3 separate regions of the Mus musculus genome follow, and all the other regions are linked to region 1. Evidence: chromatin contacts called from public Hi-C and HiCAR-type data. All regions are on one chromosome and are shown on one strand. The core of a region is the stretch at or near the end of the contact, and the rest is flanking DNA. Distances in the headings are between cores, read along the strand shown. Region 1 overlaps Gm32652 (a long non-coding RNA gene). Region 2 has its middle 93 kb from the start of Dpt. Region 3 overlaps 4930568G15Rik (RIKEN cDNA 4930568G15 gene).

What was found. Hi-C and Micro-C count contacts between places; a contact is called where the count stands out from the background. HiCAR-type assays count read pairs that join an accessible place to other places.
Region 2: a contact with region 1 is called in a HiCAR-type map of kidney, with 2.5 times the contacts expected there. The contact joins two enhancer-like sites. A contact is called at or near these places in 5 of 484 Hi-C or Micro-C datasets (cerebral cortex and liver), 5 of 115 datasets of contacts at active chromatin or transcription factors (embryonic forebrain, kidney, large pre-B cells and 2 more) and 1 of 9 other capture datasets (embryonic stem cells).
Region 3: a contact with region 1 is called in a Hi-C map of muscle stem cells, with 1.9 times the contacts expected there. The contact joins two enhancer-like sites. A contact is called at or near these places in 7 of 484 Hi-C or Micro-C datasets (the N1E-115 cell line, cerebral cortex, cortical neurons and 3 more), 5 of 115 datasets of contacts at active chromatin or transcription factors (the 230-238 cell line, embryonic forebrain, forebrain and 2 more) and 1 of 9 other capture datasets (embryonic stem cells).

What each region holds. Positions count from the first base shown.
Region 1 is chr1:164,894,680-164,898,531 of GRCm38.p6, reverse strand. The region is part of intron 1 of Gm32652 (a long non-coding RNA gene); the gene reads left to right. Among named protein-coding and RNA genes, the nearest start is that of Gm32652, 3.0 kb to the left of the region's middle. Within about 2 kb of position 1,926, at least 41 of the 459 cell types and tissues checked have an H3K27ac peak or open chromatin away from gene starts, as enhancers often do. A contact at or near this core is called in kidney and muscle stem cells, where this site is marked.
Region 2 is chr1:164,701,652-164,705,503 of GRCm38.p6, reverse strand. No RefSeq gene overlaps it. Among named protein-coding and RNA genes, the nearest start is that of Dpt, 93 kb to the left of the region's middle. Within about 2 kb of position 1,738, at least 68 of the 459 cell types and tissues checked have an H3K27ac peak or open chromatin away from gene starts, as enhancers often do. A contact at or near this core is called in kidney, where this site is marked.
Region 3 is chr1:165,082,789-165,086,640 of GRCm38.p6, reverse strand. All of the region lies in intron 1 of 4930568G15Rik (RIKEN cDNA 4930568G15 gene), which reads left to right. Among named protein-coding and RNA genes, the nearest start is that of 4930568G15Rik, 7.2 kb to the left of the region's middle. Within about 2 kb of position 2,255, at least 100 of the 459 cell types and tissues checked have an H3K27ac peak or open chromatin away from gene starts, as enhancers often do. A contact at or near this core is called in muscle stem cells, where this site is marked.

The DNA of each region.
Region 1 (3,852 bases), core at 677-3,176:
ACTGCCTAGCCTGCCAAATGACCTTTATCTTTTTCTGGCACTTTCTTTTAAGAAAATGGAGCTGAAGTCGCTATAGCAAATAGCTACTCATATAGCAGCTGCCAATAGTAAGTGGAAATTCTATGCTGAAACACAATTTTCAACAAGGTAAAATCATGACTCACATACAAATACAACATGACTACATGACAGAGATTTTACATAACCCATTAAATAATTAGAGAATAAGTAGGAGGCCAAATGAGTTCAAATTCAAAGCAGAATTATGAGATTGCACACACACACACACACACACACACACACACACACTACTCTATAGTGGAATAAAACACAATGTTTGAGATTGCATTTTTTTATTTTCACAAGGTAAAAATCAAATCTGTACCAGACAAAGAGACAGACAAACACCATTTGTTTTGTCATTATTTTATTTTTATTTTTTTAAAGACAGGATTTCTCTGTAGCTCTGGCTGTCTTAGAACTCATGCTGGCTTCGGACTCAGAGATGCACTGACTTGCCTCTGATTCCTGACTGCCTTAGACCCCTGAGTCATCCTAACGTATCTAACATATTCAGTCTCCATCATGAAGATACTGAGCTGTACTCATGCCAATGTATTCTCTCCATCTTGTATTTATATTCACATCTTCTGTCTCTGTCATGGATCGGCAGAAAATTGTGACTTTGCATTCTGCTTTGACCATAGTTATGACTGCTGAGAATTAGACCAATTAAGACCCTTAGGGATGGGTTTTCTCCTAGCTTTAAGAAAAACCAAGCCATAGCCAACCGAGAGTGTCACTTACAGACTCATGGGCATGATAGCATTGTGAGCAAACTTCCTTGTTTTGAGATAAGGCAGGCTAGTATCTCAGTCACCACTGGGAAGGCTGGAGGGGAGGGGTGGGAGAGGGCAGGCTGGAGGGGAGGGGTGGGGGAGGGCAGGCGGGCTCCTGGGTTCCAGCACTGGGAGGTGTGATGAGACATAAAAGAAAACACAGTGGGATAAATCAGATATGATTTATGCATGGACAGGCAAGGAGATCTCTTTTCCCTGCTTGGGTCACACAATTAAATCTAATTAATGGAAACTGGTCATAGAGGGAGTTCAGAGCCTATTTTCGGTTGTCATTATCCTAACACAGCAATCAAAATGCAGATGAGCTATCTCTGTCTCACCCCAGGAGAGAAGCAGGCTTCTTGCTAATGAAGGGAAAATTGTAAATGAATGCTTATCAGGCCTTCCCTGTCCACGGTGGCTTCTTGGGGGTGGCAGTACTGGTAGAGAGGGCTGACAGACATTTTGCGTTCTGAAAGGGAACCTTCTTCCAAGAGAGTTCTAATGCTGCCCTAATGCTGTCTTCTCATGCTGCTGGGAGAGAGGCAGGGGGCAGAGGACACTTTCTCTAGCCGTTGGCCCTAACTTGGGCAAAGATAAAGAGCTAAGTGGCTTTTTTCAGAGTGGACGGCGGGAGGGGCAAGGGGGTAGGGTGGGGGAAGGAGTTGTGTTCTTGAACCAGAAAGTGCGCTTCGGGGCATACAGTTTGGCAGCCCTAGCGATCCATTCTCATTCTGACCTTCAGCCTCAATAATTAGAGCCATCTTATCTAACTAAACAAGAAAGATCTGGGGCAGTGTGGGATGGAATTAGAAATAACTCACTAGGAGATCCAAAGTCACCCCCAATGGGGACAGCACTGAGCTGTAGCCCAGTGGAGAAGGCTAACTTGCTGGAGGCAGACAAAGGCATCCTGAGCTGCGTGCTTGTTTGTAGACAGAAAAATGGCTCCCAACAAACACTCTGACAAACAAATCATGCCTGGATGAAACTGACGCGCACCCCTTCCCAGCAGGGGTGATAAATTAACCACAGCTGGGAGTGGCTGTGGGTTTACCGCTCAGCCTCCATCCAGTCTGTCCTGGGAGTCTCCCTCACCCCTTCTTGCCAACACTGCTACTATATTTAGCTTGTCCAGCATGTGCGCTGTCTATATTTAGTGCCTAAAAGTCAGAGTTCAGTGCACAATTCACCAAGCCATCAGTCATCTTCCATTCCATTCACACATGCAGAAAAATCCTTCCAAGAGACAATCTTGCTCTCCACTACAGGGTGGAGGGTGAAGGCCGTTGGAAGCCATTCTAAGAATGAAGGATTGAACCCATATGCCAGAGGGGGTTTCCTGCTGTCTCTGGCATGCTGTGCGTGCCTGAGAGTGCCAGACCCTGAGTGGAGAGCCAGGGCATGGGTGTGGCTCCAGAGGGCAGAGGGAGGATCGAAAGCAGGAGGACGGAAGCTCGGGAGTGAACAGCAGATTCTACCGTGCTCATTTGGTCCCCACTGATATTGCAGAAAACTGGTCATTGCTCATTACACCTTCTATGGGAGGCGGTGTGTGGAGGCCCACATTTTCCTACACCTCTGGAAAAGCTCAGGAGAAAGCTTACTGAGTCTATGAAAGAGTTAATGTAATAGCACATTAGCAATAAACTGGGCCAAAGTGGAACCCGCCATTCCACTAAGCAGGAGGTGTGACTGCCACTGAGAGAAGCCATGGGGAACATAGCTGTCTTTGACTATCTAGGCCACCAGAGGCCAGGGTCTCCTTTGGGTTGGCTAAGTGGGAACATGAAAGACTGGGGGGATTTCTGAGGATAACAGACAGGATCATGGGATTTCTTCACCTTTGCTGTTCCAACCACCCAGCTCACAACAGCCTGCAACTCCAGATCTAGGGAATCTGATGCCTTCCTTTGGCCTCTTTGGGTGCCTACAACTATGTGTAGACACACATGTGCATGCACACACACACATACACACACACACACACACACACACACACACAGAGAGAGAGAGAGAGAGAGAGAGAGAGAGAGAGAGAGAGAGAGAGATTGAGTTAGATGGATGGATAGATAGACAGATAGATAGATAGAATTAAAAATAAATAAAATATTGGGCCAGGAGAGATGACTCCGTGGTTAAGTGCACCTGCTGCTCTTCCAGATGACCTCGGTTTGAACCTCAGCACCGACACAGAAGCTCACAACTGTCTATAATTCCATTTCCAGGGAATTCTATTTCCATTTATAATTCCATTTCCAGGGAATCTGACACTTTCTTCTGATCTTCTTGGGTACCAGACACATACAGTTGTATCCAGACATACATACAGTCAAAATGTTCATATATATAAAATAAAAGAAGTATTTTTTCAATGAAGAAATAGTTTTAAAGTTTACTTTAAAATATGAATATCTTCCAGTATTTAACAGGTAAATAAAAATGTGTATTGTTCATATGTTTTTGTTATATTTTATTTCTCCAGTAATACTGATTAAAAATATTCATATATCTACTTTTACATCTACAACCTACCACTCTTATTTGTATGGCTTTATAAGAATTATGGATAAAGATTCCTTTCAAAACAATATTTTTTTTAAAATGAAATCTTTTAAAAAGTAAGATGAGACAGAATTTTTAAAAAAATAAATATTCTTGATGATGAGTACTAAATACAATTCAGAAAATATATGTGAATTTTTTAAATACTTTCATAATTTCATAGTCCAGTCATTGCCTCCCTCCCAGTCTGCCATCCCATAGTTCCTCATCCCATTCCTCCTCCCCACTGTCTCCAAGAGGACGTCCCCTGCCCCTCTCCCCAACTAGGGACAGAATTATTATTCTAGAGAATTTATGACTTGTGACTCTAGTACCTAAGTACCACCCAGCAGACAGGATTTTGGAGTGCCTATAACCTGGTATTACACGATGAAGCTTCTCAAACCTTTTGAGTGGCCAGAACAAGATTATTTTGTTTCTTATCATCAAGATGGTTATTCACAAAAAT
Region 2 (3,852 bases), core at 489-2,988, 190 kb after region 1:
GTTGCTATTGCTCCAGAAGACAGATGATTTTTTTAAAGAGGATTTTATATTTTTGGAACGTTTGCTACGGGTTTTTTTTTTTTTCACTATAAAAGTCAGCACACATTTTAATTATAGAAAGTTAAATAGAGCTGAGCACAGAGATACGTGCTTTTCATTCCAGCACTAGAGACATTAAAATGGGGAAGTTTTGAATTAGGGTCAGCCTAGGCTACATAGCAAGTCCTCGGGTAACTTCAACGACATAATGAGTACTTGTCTCTCATCAAAGGAGAGAAAGACGGACAAGCAAAAGAAATGTAGAAATAACAGAAAGGTAAACTATAGCATAACAGAGAGAAATAAACATATGCACACCTTTCAAAAGTTCTTAAGATTTTGATTCGTCCTTTTGCCTGTACGCACCTCTTTTCCTTATTTACCCAAGTGTCAAGGCTGAGTTGATTTTTTTTTCCTTTTGTCTGTAGAGAAAGAAGTGGTTTAATGAGATTTCACCATAAATAGATAGCTACAAAGGTCATTCGACAGTGTTCATTGATTTTCTGTTATGTGTCGGCAGCACTGTGCTGAGCCCTGTAAAGGGTAGTAAACACAATACACGCAGCGCATGGCCATGTTGGTTGCCATGGCAATGTAAAGGCCCAGGAATAAACAGGCTCATTCTGGGTATGCCTAGCAAAAACTGCTTGCTGGCGCTCAACTTGTCCCTTTCCCTCTTGGTCTTGGAGTTGTTCGTTCGAGTGGCCACTTTGGAAGGCCTCACGGCTCTTGTCCTCTGAATACTTGTGTTTCTCAGATGAAGCAAACAGGGTATGTTCAAGGTCAAGCTTTGTCCTAGTTCCTAGACCCGCATTGACTTCGTGATGCTTCCCTTTCTCTGGCAGGCAGTGCTAGCCCCTGCAGTGTGCCCCCTACCTATCACTGTGGCATCCAGAAGAAAAGGGAAACCAGAGAATGGCTCTGTGTAAGTCACCAACCCTAACAGGCTGCTTCCTTCCTGCTACAGGGCTGAGAAGACACAGAACCAACAGAGGCAAACACCTCATGAAGAGGTGCCATGCGTTGTTTGCTTGTTTTGTGGGTTTTGTTTTGGTTGATTTTTTTTTGTTTTGTTTTTTTGTTTTTGTTTTTTTTTTTTTTTTTTTTTTTGGCTTACAAAAACAAAATGGTCACTGCTTCGTCCCAACCCAAACAGCCAATCGTCAGCAGCCGGGCAATCAATCAGGGAGCAGGTGAGTTAGAATCACCCACCTTTGCTCCACAATGAATGGAACAGCCAGTTCCTAAATCTCCACTGACAACCAGGTCGTCTCCATTCTTGGGCAGCGGAACACTTCAGTTATGAGTTAGAGGTCATCTTTATGAGTTAGGGGACTGCAGTTTTTGTAAAGTCTGTACCTAAATGGACTAACATTTACCTACATTGAGCCACTTGGAACAATTACAACTTATACATCACATCCTTGTAATGTGCTCAGACCAGAATCACCTAGGACCTGATTGGTATCGTTGTGAGACAGTACTGATGGGTAATTGAAGAACAGGCCTAGTACAAGGATCAGGAAATACTGGCGACTTTACCACAGTGGGGTTCAGAAAAGCTAGGAACTTCCAGACACGTGGGGAAAGCTATCTTCCTCTCCCTAGCTGTTTATCCTGGGAACATAAGGTTATTGTTACAGGAGCTGGAGGTTCCTTGAACTTTAGAGCTATTCAGGCAATCACGTGTCTCTGTCACCCCTACTAAATGCCTTTGGAACAGGGGAAAGTCATTTGTCTATAGTTAAACATTACACTAGCCATGCCTGCTTTGAATGGGCAAACAGTAAAACATGCAGCAAAGGGTGAGAGAAAACACTTGAACTTAGAACCAAAGGATACAAGTTAAAGTCCTTTTAGATGGTCTACCTTTGAGTCTGTACTGCTTCTCTCAGTTTAATACCAATATGTTTTCTGATACTCTCCCATATAAAATATACATTAGCTGCTTTTTTTTCTATCATAGAAGTGTGTGTGTGTGTGTGTGTGTGTGTGTGTGTGTGTGTGTGTGCCATATACAGAGGTGTATGAGTACTCACAAGCTCAGGTACATGTATAATTTTTATCTTTTTCATTAAACTGACTCTTGTAAGACCAAGACTTGACTCCCTAACTTACCTGACCGCTATAGCATGAGGCTGTGATCAGCATTTTGCGAGGACTCTTAGTAGGCTCAAAGTAGACAGTGTTTCATGAAATATAAACCTCTGGGTGATCATAAAGTGTGGTCCTGACATGCATAAATTATTTCATGAAAACCTCAGAGCGGATTGGCAGTCAACACTGGAGGTGGAGCTGAGATACTGATATGTTGATCTTCAGGGTTATATGTGTTAGTAGCTTCTCTAGTTAGAAAAATAAATGCATTCAATGCCAGGCAGCTCCTTTAGGATTTACCCAGGAGGCCCATGGACAGATGTCAGATGTCCACGGTAACTGAAGCCTCAAGCTATTGGTTACTATGCTGTCGTTGATATGAAATATAGCAAAGGCCGTGCTTACTTTTAGATAGCACCTACATTTTCAAAGATGTTTTTATTAATTATATTCCTCTTATTATAGTTCATGTTAGTTGATAGTTATTCATTACATTTGATGAATATAAAACATGTCGGAATTCACACTTGAAGGTGAGACTTAGCAGACTCCATCAGTCCTTTGCGAAATCTTCAGAGAACTATGGATGGGTAGGATGCCCTTCAGAATAGTTTCTTCAGTTAGAATCCTAGAAAAGCTTTTACCTGGGGCATCTGGCTTCAGTATCCTACTTACTGCCACTCCTCAATCAGTCACTGAGTTCCAGTACATGGCTGAAAAAGAGACTAACTACTGGCTTGCCACTAAAAGAGCTATGTGACTTTGAACGGTCACTTACCTCTTCTGAAAGTCATTTCCTTCCTTATGGCTTTGGAAGAACGTTGTATTTCAGACTTGTGCATGTTAAGAGCAACTAATGACATGTGAAATTTCTTTGTAGAAAGAATTATCATCACTTGTTTTTCTGTTGCTAGGCTGCAACATTCTGACTTAAAGAAACTTGGAGAGTGGAGAGAAGAGGAGCTATTTGGCTTACACCTCTAAATCAGTCTATCATTAAGGGATACCAAGGTAGTAACTCAAGTTGGGAACATGGGAGCAGGAACTGAAACAGAGACTATAAGAATTGCTAATTATTGAGCTGCTTCCTTATACAACCCAGAACCACCAGCCCAAGGATGCCGCTATCCACAATGGTCAGAGCCCTCCTCCATCAAGACAATGTCCCACAGACATGTCCATAGGCCAACTGGATGGAAGTAATTTCCCAGTTGAGGTTCCTTCTTTAAGTATATCAAGTTGACCACCAAGAATAGCCACCATAAGCCTACCCCTTCTCAACTTGACACAAAACCACATCATTTTAAGCCATATCCTTTCCTTTCTTGTTTTCCCCATAACATTAATATTATAATATGAAATAGAACTCTAAAAGTCCCCAGTCTTTATGAATTCAAATGGTTTAAAAGTTCAATTCTCTTCAAAATATATGAAGTCTCTTAACTGTGTAATCTTATAAAATAAAAAAACAAATTGCATACCTTTTTACTAAAATGAGGAAGAACCTGAACACAAAAAAATGATCCCATTTAAACAAAACCAGCATCCAGCAGTATAGCTCAATAACTAACATCTGAGACTCACAATTTTCTGGGCTCCAAAGAACTTGGATAGCTCTTCCTATCCTGTTCTGCCAGTCGCAGTACACACAGTCGTAAAGGGTTGGTCTGTCTATATCAGCCCCAGTTGCCAAATAATGACACAGAGTCTTATCTC
Region 3 (3,852 bases), core at 1,006-3,505, 190 kb before region 1:
TGTCTTTTGTCTTTGTCATCTTTCCCTCCCTCCTTGGACTGCTGCTTTAGCTGTGAGTTCTAATATGTGGCTCTCTGCTGTCAGCAAAGATCATGTCTCAGCCTCTGACCTCAGCAGTGCCTGCAAATTAGCAGACTTACATGTAATAACTAAAAGAATAAGTAATGGGTAGCCAGGGTGTTGTTGTGGTCATTAGCAGAATTTATTATACTCCACTAGAATAGGACTGCTGGAGGGCACCCTTCCTGACCATTTGTCATCCTCTGTGTAAGGAGGGTTTCAGGGGTGGGGCGTGGGGGAGGGGAAGGCCCCTAGGCTTTCTAGCTCTTGCCATCCCTAGATGCTGCCTTGGTGCTCAGGAGTGCTGACTCCTTTTGTCAGGGTCTGAGAGTCCTCGACTATGAGGTTTGAAAGAAAGCCCATTAACAGAGAGGACCAAGCTGTATAGTATAAAGCGATGAGACAATTCAGAGCAGGCAGAAAACAAAGATTCCAACAGGGACACAATGACACAGCAGAATGCTATGCCTTCTTAACTCTTAGATGAAAAAAAACAACCAACGTTGAGCCGCAAAGCTTTCTGTTTAGCATGGCTAGGTTAACGTATCTGTGATTAATCAGAAAGTTGATTTGCTTTACAGAATGTAACAGAGAATCATAATGGCTTTACGATCCCCAAGGAGCTGCAGGCTATCTAAGTCTTACGCTTGCACAAGCTGTGATTTTGACCTGACAATGGAGGTCCCTCACCTTCTTTTCTAAACAGCATGACAGTTAAATGGAGGACACTCGTGTCTAGGTTAAGCAGGATGAAACTGGGTGGTATTTTTGCAGGCTCTGCAGTTCAGTTTGTTTTCTGGGAAGGAAGTCAATAAAGAAGCAAGAAAGCCCTTGATTATATAAGTGTAAGGCCAAGGCAAGGACTCTTCTGGGAAGTCTCACTCTTATTCACGTTGGCTTCCCAGCGCTCTAGCGCAGGGTCTGGCACATAGAAGATGCTTAACCGATTCTGTGGATAAACAAGTAAATGCCTCCTCCACCTACGTGTGCAAAACACCTTCAACAAACGGGAACCAAAAGATGAAGTTGGGGAGGGGGGACCTACAGCTTCTGCCCTGAGAGTTCCAGTCTAAGAGTGGCTGCTTACCAACATGTAACAGCATGTTGGTAATGGGGTTAATGGGGTGGTTGTTCCCCAATACATAATGGTGCAGGATTTTATAGAGTAACAATGGTCAGTGACAATGAAGCGGGGGCCATTGGACCCAGCAGAAAGAAAAGATACATGATCAAAAAAACCTTAGCGGAAAAGCGGTTTCTTCCGGCTCCCAGTTTTAGAGTTTTTGCTGTTTCTGGGCTGTGGAGATGCAGAACTTCATGCAGGAAAGGCGTGGCACGGCCAAGGGGCTCAGTTCCCAGAGGTGTGAGAAAGCACAGTCCAGGATTCCCTCCTTTTTTTGCTCCAGCTGGCCTCCAGCCTATTGGTTAACAGCGTGATTTGGTACGTGACAAGGCATTTTCAACTTGATCTAATTGACAAGATTAACCACCAAAGGAGGGGTTCCGAGAAATTGACATTTGAGTTGAGTCTCTTCAACAGACACTTTTACCAAGAAACCAAAGGGGACACCAGAAAGGGATGATGGATGTGAGGGCAGAGGCGCAGGCGCAGAACCATGCTGAACAGCTTCCTGCCACAGAACAGGTTGCAGGAAGCAGAGGACGGGACTGGCAGCACGGTTGGAGTAAGGCTAGGAGTAGTCCAGGGTACGAGGCTAGGCTGCCTTGACTTAATTTGGATCAAACGGAGTCTTTGAAGGATTTTCTAGGATTCATGTTGCAGGAAGGAACTCTTGTGGTTTCTGACTGGCTTGGAAGAGACTCAAAGCAGAGACTGGCTAGTAGTCCACGATGAAAGACACAGTGGAGGACAGTGGGTGAAGGACAGAAAGACAGGAGGTCAAAAATGCAGGTCCATGGTTATTTCTTGGAGCATCCTTCACCCTGCAAAATGTCTGTTTTGTCCCCCCCCCAAAAAAAGTCTCTTTCATGAGGTTTTGGGGAAGAATCACAGGAAACAAATCTAAGTGTGTACCGTATGGCACACGGTAAGCGCTTAGTAAATATTAGCTTTTCAGTATTCGCTAAGCATAGGGGAGTGATTTTGCAAACCCTGGCTGAGGAGACAGCTGTGGGGCTGGAGAGGAGGGAATGGATGGGAGAGACAGCCTTGGCATACATAGATGCTGAGTCATATCGCTTCCCTGGAGCTGAGAGGAGCAGTTTTATGCTGACAGTTGCTGGGCTGAGCCTGCTCTGCTGGTTTCCTTATGAATTTCAGATGAGGCCCTGGGCTGCTTGCCCTTGGGCCATCCTGGACTCTTAAGGAGAGTCAACAAAACTGGAATTAACCGTGGGCTAGAGAAGCCAGGCTCTGGGTAATGGAAGCTACCCTGCCTGTCTCACTACTGCTTGACCCTTTGTGTGTCCTCACTAAACTACCTGACGAACTGCCTGTTTGTGGGCAGCAGAGCAATGTGAGCCTCTGGGGCTGAGGTGCAGATGGGATCCACGTTGGGAAGAAGATTCAGACGTGGAGCTTCTGTAAACCCTAAAAGTGGGATTTAAGGAGACCACGGAAGACCCTTGGCTGCCTATGGTTCTTTTGGTCTGAAGGCCCATTATTAGGAAGCTGCTCACTTCAATTTAGCAGTCTGTTGTCTTCCACTGACTACAAATACCCCAGGGAAAGAACACATTATTAAGGGATAACAACCGTAGAAGAAACAATCACTGTTTAATAGCCACGGAGAACCGTTTAATATCTGGCACCATGCTGGGCACCTTTTACTCATCATCGCATTCAATTTCCCAACAGTTATGAGGTCAATATCATTACACACATGGACATGAGGGTTCGGAGAAGCATAGGAACTTGATTTAGCATCTAACTTTTACAGAATCAAAGTGAGATGGCATAGCTAGACAGGTGTAGATATTGGGTATGGGATGTTGGGGAGATGTCTCTGGAAGGAGAGAAAATGAACGGATAGAGAAAACACTAAGTTCTGGCCAAGACTTGTCCTATTTTGTAGTCATCGAATTCACACACTTGTTACCATGGCACCTTATCCCCTCCTCCCCCAGCTCTTATCTGTTTGGGGTTGTTGAAATCATCAGAGGTAAGAGTGTTCAAATTAAGCTGGATTTTATTCATGTTTATTCATATATGGTCAGAAAGGACAAGACAGATGCTCAAAGGACCAATATTGGTGACAAAGAGTTTTCTCACTCTGTGCTAGGCACTGACCTGGAACCCAGGAGGTATCCAACAATGTTCTCAAAGGACCTGTGGTTGAGGAGTCTCCAGGGAACGTGAGCTTGCTCACAACCCCTCTGCTCTTCCTGTTTCCAGCGATGAAGTAGTTATATGCACTTTGTGCATTCAGGAGGGACCAGAAGAGAATTAAACGCAATTGAACTTCATTGTTTATTAACGAGCGCTGACCCAGCTCTTTTGGGCCACTTAAAAATTGAATCCTAAATTCTAAGTCTCCACAGGGGAAGCAGGCAGAGAAGCTACAGATGGGAGATTGCATCTGCTCTGTTCCCAGCGTCATGGTGACACACATCATCCAGACCCAGCATCGGGATGGATGGCTTCATGGTCCCCAAGGGATGTGTTTTCTAAAGCAGTCCGTGTAAACTGAGAAGGCAAGCCGGCCAGTTCTGAAGTAGCAGCCGAGAAGAGCAGAGGTCTCTGTATCAGCTGTGTGACTTGAGCCAGTATCTTTCCCTGTTGGGCTTCGGTCTCCTCACCTGTTAGGCTAGGAACTGAATCCTCTTAGTAGT